2 separate regions of the Rattus norvegicus genome follow, and region 2 is linked to region 1. A link is a contact called in public Hi-C data. All regions are on one chromosome and are shown on one strand. The core of a region is the stretch at or near the end of the contact, and the rest is flanking DNA. Distances in the headings are between cores, read along the strand shown. Region 1 overlaps Psd3 (pleckstrin and Sec7 domain containing 3). Region 2 overlaps Psd3 (pleckstrin and Sec7 domain containing 3).

What was found. Hi-C and Micro-C count contacts between places; a contact is called where the count stands out from the background.
Region 2: a Hi-C map of frontal cortex shows a contact between it and region 1, with 1.7 times the contacts expected there. The contact joins two enhancer-like sites. A contact is called at or near these places in 2 of 12 Hi-C or Micro-C datasets (Schwann cells and frontal cortex).

Annotation. Positions count from the first base shown.
Region 1 is chr16:26,614,908-26,619,022 of GRCr8, reverse strand. All of the region lies in intron 9 of Psd3 (pleckstrin and Sec7 domain containing 3), which reads right to left. Among named protein-coding and RNA genes, the nearest start is that of Psd3, 210 kb to the right of the region's middle. Within about 2 kb of position 1,887, at least 24 of the 93 cell types and tissues checked have an H3K27ac peak or open chromatin away from gene starts, as enhancers often do.
Region 2 is chr16:26,791,401-26,795,515 of GRCr8, reverse strand. It overlaps Psd3 (pleckstrin and Sec7 domain containing 3), which reads right to left. Exons shown (of 16, transcript NM_001419764.1): 16 at 1-1,006. The coding sequence ends at 791. Among named protein-coding and RNA genes, the nearest start is that of Nat3, 150 kb to the left of the region's middle. Within about 2 kb of position 1,750, at least 20 of the 93 cell types and tissues checked have an H3K27ac peak or open chromatin away from gene starts, as enhancers often do.

The DNA of each region.
Region 1 (4,115 bases), core at 638-3,137:
CAGCGTGATTTGGAATAAACAATAATAATTTATTATGTTAGCTGGTTTTGTGATTGAAGTTAATTTCTTTAAATACAACAAATCTTTATAAAATAGGTTTTCTGGCAATTTTTCCTAATGTATTTTGCACTCCCATCTCTTAATGAGACTAAGCAAACCCAGCCCAACAGTTCTGATGACTCATGACATCCCTTACTTGGTAGAATAGAATATAGCCACTGACTGAGAAGCTATGCAGAACTACAAAGGTCCCACTTAGGGACCTATTACCTTCAGTGGTTCTGTTTTCTGTTCACATCAGTATCCAATTACTTCTTGCTACCAACATACAATTGACATACACACTTCCTCTACATTAATCCTTTTAACTCTGAGAAACAACTGATTTTCCAGTAGTGGCATGGCAGTGCAACTAACCTCAGCACTTGGTGGAAGAGGATTTCTCAGTCTGAGGTTGGCCTGGGCTACACAGAGTGTAAAGCCAGATTAGCCCGTTTAAAAGTGAGATCCTGCCTTTTAAAAAATCTATTTCTTAAAAATGATTTCAACGTAAAAGTCAAGAACCTGAACACTTCCATTTAGTTTGTCTTAGAAGATGTAATTGGATATGACAGTTATTTATTCAGTGAAACATTGGTTCTGAGATGCACTTAGGCTAATGTCCAGTGTCAACTACTTGTATCCACCTGTAGTTACACAGTGATGTTTGTGATGCAAATGGAAGAGATCAGGGAAGGGCTGGAAGCATAGCTCAATGGTGGCAGAGTGCTTCCTGGCATACTCAGGAGGAGGAATGAAGAGAGAGGGAGGAAGGGAGGATAGAAGAAAGGAAGAAAGGAGGAAGAAAGTAAAAGAGAGAGGGAGGGAAAGATTATTAAAATGGTTACCCTAATAATTATGCTGTCAGATTTTTGAGTCTGTTTCATGCCACGGATGTATATCACAATAACCATAGAACAGTTTTCCTCGGTGAGCTGCCTTTCTGGCAAATACAAATTCCTCAATTGAAATGTGTTCCATTCTTCCTTAATGAATAAACATGTATCACAGTATTTAGCTATGATAGCTCATTTATTCTTGAATTATACACTTTGTAGACCTTTACTCTCAGAGGCCTCCCAGGCCCATTGGGTAAATCCTAAGTTCAAAGCTACAGTGTGCGATTTGTCATGTCTGAGAACCAGCAACACCTAACGTGCAGGGTAGGCTGACAATGTTTTACGAACACTCCAAGCAAACTGACATTCAAACTTTTGTGGAGGTACTGGAAAATGGAACCTTGCAGCGCTTCTTTGTGACCAAATTAAAAATAGAATCTGCCTGAGAATCACTAATATTCCATTGCAGAACACTTAACGATTACTACCACCCCCATCCAGCTTTTCCTTTGGGCAAAAAAAAAATCTGTCTGTACTCTAAGCAGCATCTGGTCTGTCATACTGTTCTAACAGGCTTCTTTTAGGGAGGGCCTTTAAAAAAATAAATAAATAAGTACAACATGATTTGTAGATTTTCAACTACTTCAAGGACTCAGGCTCATTAGCATCACCGTGTTCATTCGAGATCTGAACCATACAGAAGGCATCACATTATCTCATTCGTCCACGATGATTTCAGGCATGAAAGCAGCAGCCTGCTTCCAGACTGCTGGGGAGAGGAGGCGGAAACAGAAACAGACCTCTCATCACACAACCCAGCTTGATTTGCCACACGGAAAAAGGCAGCAAGGGTCTGTACTTTGAGCCATCACTTTTAATGCTCTTCTCTTTAAAAGCTCACTACCACAGCTTTTCTTTTCAAAGGCTCTCCTCCTTATACTAGCACAAGCTTCCAAAGCCCTTTCCTCCATAGATACTGTTGCTACCAGGTTTGCATGACCTTCTCTTAGAGCGCTCACCTACTCCAGGCAGCACTTGATGCTCTTTTTATAGCTACACTTAAATACCACCCATAAGTTCCTATTTTCAACTGCATACTCCGGATATAACTCAGATCAAGCATTTTTTGAGAATTCGCTTCTGGCTTTTCATTTATAAAAAGTTTAGACCTGTTTCAGACTGAGGCCCCCTTCTTCCTCTCCTTCAGTCTTCTGGGCATGATCCTTTGAAACTGCTGCTATAAAAAGAGCAACTTTCTTAGATTTAGCTCTGAACATTTACTGGCATTATTATTTGTGCATACTTTGTCTAAACCAGTAGCATGAAAGGAAGACAAATTCAAGAGCTATGGTTTGAGTTTACAAGAACAAAACCAGTGTTAAGAACACTCCCATCACTGACACTGAATGAATCCCTCAAGATTTTCCAACTTAAATTTCTGCCAAGCCACATTCTGCTATAAAAGTATCAGGTGAAGAAGTTTGAACACAACAAGGAAACTGAGTTTACACTTTTGGTACAGGAATTAAAGAGCAAGGAAGAGGCTGGGCAGTAGATACTTACATGTTTAATGGGCCCACATGAAAAACACAACAGCTATAGCACAGGACGGACGCTTTATTTATTATGGTACAAAGAGGTAAAATGAACATTAAGTCCCCTCCCCAAGATTCTATCACTGGTAACATCATTAGCAACTCTCAAACTCACTTAGGGCCCAGGACTTTCCCACCCTATCAGGAAACCTTGTGCATGACAGACAGACAAACATCGCCTCTTAATCCCTCTGTCCACTCTGAGGGGTGGGTACCATGACCACGTGCTGTGCATGGAAGCTGGACAGTCATATGGCCTGCTCCACGTGCAACACCTTGCTCTCTAGATCCTACATTGCTTATTTCAAACTCCGCCATGAAGCACTCTGATGCATTCTGATGTCACAACATTTCGAAAAAAGAATTCTGTTTTTCCTAATTGTTTCCAACTTCATTTGGTTAAAACACAGTGAGAAAGGCATGAGGGAATCTAAGCAAACAATCCAGTAACAGAAGCCCAAACAAGAGACTCCGAATTATACTTCACGAGCACATCCCTCAACACTGTTGACACTGGTACCCAAGCCAGTGCTGCTCACTGGACAACTGGTCTCAAGCTGTGCTTTTCACTCAGTGCCTCAAGACTTCCCAGCAATATTCTGAAGAATGATAGGTTCTTACTGTGGCCCACCTTCAAATTCTTCAAAAATAATCCCCATTGTATTTTTGTTTTAAATACTGAATTTACTTCTGTATAATTCATAATATCTAAACACATATTTATCATCATAAACCAGTCTACTAAACCTCTATTGTGTTTATATCCTAAGCTAACCATGTTTATTATAAGTTAATGACTTTCACTGTTTTTAATATCTGAGCTATGTTGCATGATATTCAATACTGTCAAAGAATCATAAAAACCGGTAAAATTTCATTAACACAATTTTATTATAATTCTTAAATTAACTGAGTAGAGGAAGATGACTCCCTTTTTTTCTTTTAGTGAATCTGCTCATTATGTTTTCAAGCCTGCAGTTAGGAAAAATAATGGATTACTTGTAAACTTATATCGTCCCATCCAATGTTAACATTTATAAAAGAATAATATAGCATCTCAGGTAACAAGAGCAATAAAATATGGTCTCGTTCATATTTCCCCAGTTATACTTGCACTCGTTCTTTGATTATCATAGAATCAAATGCAAAGGGGTAAGGGCAAACACATAGAGGGTGTGAAGGTAAAGAAAGGGGAAGACCTCACTGTGCTCAGCCTTTTGGTAGGAAGCAGAGGAAGGTAAGGTGACGGTCACTGTCACGGCATGTTTTCAGATTTTTCCCATGCTGAGTGTAGCAGACTAGAGGCCCACATGGAGATTTGGAAGTAAGCTAGGCTGGCTTTGCTCTCGCTCTTTCTAGAAGAATTTCCATAGTTCTTTTTGTTGACTCTATGAAAACTGGTCCTTTGCGGAGTTTTAACTTACAAAAATTTTATCCCTAGTGTTTCAGACTATTTTTTAGTTGCTTTTGTTTACCCTTACTTACATTCATAATTGAATAAGAAGCTAATGGTTACAAACCTGCATTGAACAATGTTGTATTCTCTAATTATGTTTCTTTCTTGCCCAATAAAATGCATTAATCTTTGTCTAAGATTCATTTCTCTTTGTTGACCTCTGAGTCTGTTTAAAGTCTGCAACCC
Region 2 (4,115 bases), core at 501-3,000, 180 kb before region 1:
ATGGGAGTGAGGTACCATTTCTATAGCAGACCATACATCCTACTGCTGCAGCTCCCCAAGAGCTGATTACCGACACACCAGCCTTTAGACAACAGAAGTGGCTTGGTATCAATCCATCCTCAGCCTCCCTTCAGGCGAGATGACTCCACTTCTGAATTCCCTCGCATGGCTGAATGGAATGCACAGCAGAGTCAAACTCCTGTGCTCCCTAAGGTCTCCAGTCCTATCATCCTCATGCTCCCTTTGTCCTGTGTCCAGCACCAACAGCAGGTGCCAGGATGAATGCAGAAGTGTCCCACCCTGGGACACCTTGACTCCCAGCACTGCCATTTTTATGTGAGCAACCATGAACTTTCAATTTCACCTCCGTGACTGGGCAGGATTTCACATGTAAAGTCTAGGATTTACTAAAGCACAATGCTTGTCCAGTTACGTGTTTCATGATGGATTAAAAATTTAAACCTAAAAAAAAAAGTACAACAGTTGATTGGGAACACATAAAATAATTGTGCAGAAGTGCAAATAAGAGGAAGCAGAAGGAGAAAGCATCCGTAGCCCTCTCCTTCTCACAAAAGGTGCATTAGTTATAAAGTTGCCCAAATCATCAAAGCAAGGAACTCAAGAGCAAAGACATCTGTACAGAAACTAACAAAAATATACAATAGAAAGGTTACTAATGCACCGTTTAGTCACAGACTGTTTTTTTTTAAATATATTCACGGATTACCAGAAAGATCTTGAAAAACCCTATTTTGCTCCATGACCAGCACTTCCTGGCCGCAGATGGATTCTAAGTAACTTTTTGCTTAATGCCCGGGGTTTCAGGTCGGTGGTCCTTTCTCTCTGAGACGTTGCGCTTGACCTTGGCAGTGACTGGAGATGCATCTGGGTTCAGGGAAGGACTTGAGTGTGACTTCTTCAGTCCCACTGGCTCATTTCCCTCGGTACTGAGGAGGTCCTTGCCTCCTTCTTTCAGAATGCTGACATAAATTTCATAACGGGTTTTCTAAAGGCAAAATCAGAGAAGTGTGGTCAGTACAGTTTACAATTGCATGTGTACAGCACACCTAGTATGTTTCTACATACAACATAATGTTTTTGAATATTTGTCTTTATCCCAAGCTGACATTACTCCTGTATTTGTAACTGCAGCTGATGACTGACTCATTCTAGGGTAAGAAATTACCCTAGAATTTTCATTAGCATTTATTCTGGATTCTGAAGAAATGCCAATGTACTAGAGAGAGTCCATGCATCTGAAATGCATATGCCCAAGAGGGTCTGGGCATGAGGAGAATAACTGGATAGTTCTTCCACTCTGAATCCACCTACCAGTCCCCTGTCAGACAGTAATTCATTGTAGAAGCCATTCTGACTTTCCACTGCTTTTCTTCTCAGATCAGACAATTCTCAGGCTCAAGAGTATGAAGAGTGGTTACCAGGAAACAAGATGAGGCTCACAGACCATGGAATTGCTTTCTGGTGCTTTTCTCATTCTACACCATTTCCTTTGTGGCTGGTTGTATAAGGAATGGCATCCGTGTTTCAGAGAGCCCCTTTCTTCCTCTTCCCCATCTCTCTTGTGCTATGACATTTTATTTTCTAATCACTGAAAACACTGCAGAGGCCTTTGTTTTATCCTAGCCCCAAGAGTGCTGTTTCCATCCAAGTAACTTGTCTAGGACTGTTGAATGCACATCCTGAAAATTACAGAGTCCTGATCTGATACATTCTAGTCAAAATGTGCTTTTCTGCACTCTGCTTCCACACGTGAGGACTCTGGATAAGCGCTACAGTGTTTTATTTGTAAAAAAGAGCACACCACACATCAGGCTTTCCAAACAGGAAGGCAAATGCTGTTAAGACTATATATCCTTCAGGATTTTTTTCTAATCAGATTAAGGGTTTGTATACATCTGCTTCAAGGGCTGCATTTCCAGATCATTTTGCTCAAAGAGAGAAACCTGTTAGCTGGTCAGCCTTTCTGCATCTGAGCACGGCACTGGCTTTGGTGATGACATTCACTGAATGTCCTCATGAATATCCTAACATGAAGTTATTCACACAATCACTACAAAACTTGTAACATTACTATTCCCTTTTCACTTCTAAGGAAAAAAGCCCAGGGAAGCTCAAAGTCAGAAGGCATAGGAAGAAAACTTTGATTTGATTCCAAGCAAGGTTGACAGCAAAATCCACTTTGCAAACAGTTTCTTTCTGGAAACGAACATACGAATGTATGTTGTAGGAAGGACTCACAGACACTGTTGGTTGGCCAATTAAAAGCTATTCTCAATTCCCTCTTTCTTGTCCCTGAGGACTGACACAGAGTAGATGGCAGCTTGCCCAGCCCCTCCAACAACTAGGATGGGCATGTGATACTTCAGAGACAAGTAAACAGAAAAGGGATGCTGGGAGCTCCTGGGAGAGACTCCTAGGACCGGCATTAGAGCAGAATTCAGCAGTTCTATAACTGCACTCTTTGTAAAAAGGTTTACATTAATGACGTATATGCGTGAGCTTCTGTACCCAAGTGCAGCGCCTGCAGAGGCCAGAGGCATGAGATAGTCCTAGAGTTACAGGTGGTTAAAAGCTGCCCGTCATGGGTATTTGAACTTGAATTTTCCAAAGCAATGTGCACTCATAAGCACTGAGTCCTCTCTCTAGCTCCAAAACCTTACTCTTTCTCCCCATTTGATATGATTCCTAAAGCTGTTGCCATGTGATGTGGGGAAGGGTGTATGGAGATGAAAGAAAAACATGCTATACCTGAGGGAAAAATGAAAAGATCCCTCCAAAAGAGGAAAATATCTGATTATTTTCTGGTCCAATGAACTGAATCCAACTCTAACAATCCCCACATCCCAGTTTCATAAAGATAAACCACAACTTTCTTTATGTAGGAACGCACTACCACTGAAAGTATTACCAATTGATAAATATTTCGATTTTCAGAATAAAAGAGAACATGCTCAACATTAGCTCTGAAGGCCACAAGAGAGCTTAGTCAGGGCCCTGCTGATCGAAAGGTCATCAGCATTACATATTAATTACTACATGTGTCCCCAAATCATAAGACCAAGCTACATAAAACCCACTGATAAGCTGGTTCAACAGCCATATTTATTATAAGAATTTATAATCTGTCCTGGTGGCAAAATTAAAATTGTGGAAAGATTACTTTCATTCAGTACATGATCTTGTATATGTGACTTAGAGGCAGTTTAAAGATAGACTCAGGAAGCCACTGAGTCTACAGTGAGACACTACTCCATGAACTGAAACATTCATGCAGTGAAGGGATATGAAAGACAGTGTTATTTATAAGCCATAGAAAGGATGCAAGGAGAGGATAGGACTAGTCCCTATCATTGGCAGCAGACCACTAAGAGTTTACCTGAAAAGTGCAGGAAGGAAAGCATTTTATCATGTGTCTCCCAGCTCCACTACAATGTAGGTATCACAAGTCAATCATATGAGCTAACCAAAACATAAGGAGCACAGCACAGAGGCACGGTCAGGTATGAGTCATCTACTCTGATGAAAAGACAGAGGGAAGGGTGAAGGAGGACCAGAGAAAAGGACTGCTCTACTGTTAGAGGAAGCAAGACAAGGGAATAAAAGCAGGCATATGAACTCACAAATGGCTTGCCTCCTTTCTGATTAAAGAGAACTCTGCACGAAGCTCCTTTCTTCGTTTTTCACTGTGCCCTCTTCACTTCTAACTACTGACCTCCTCTTTGAGAGGTGATTTTCTTCTGTCTTCCTTTCTTGGAAGACGAGATTTTCATAGATTTTCCTAGGGTAAACTAGGCAGTATAAGTTTTAAACTAAAGCTTAAACAATAATCCATTGGGAAGAACAATTGTACTCATCTCTTTATTTTCTACTTCATTTTTTGATTGAAATAAAATTACATCACTTTCTGGAGATAATCACAGAAAACCAGACATGGACACCATGCAGAGAGCAACATATCATGGGGAACCCAGGTTCAAAGCTACCCATTATATCACAGTACCTGTATCTGTATAGCTCAGGAAACATGGAGGGAAAAGAGGCAGAAAGACCATACTCTCTGCAAAAGCACCTTCTCCAAAAGCACATACTCATTT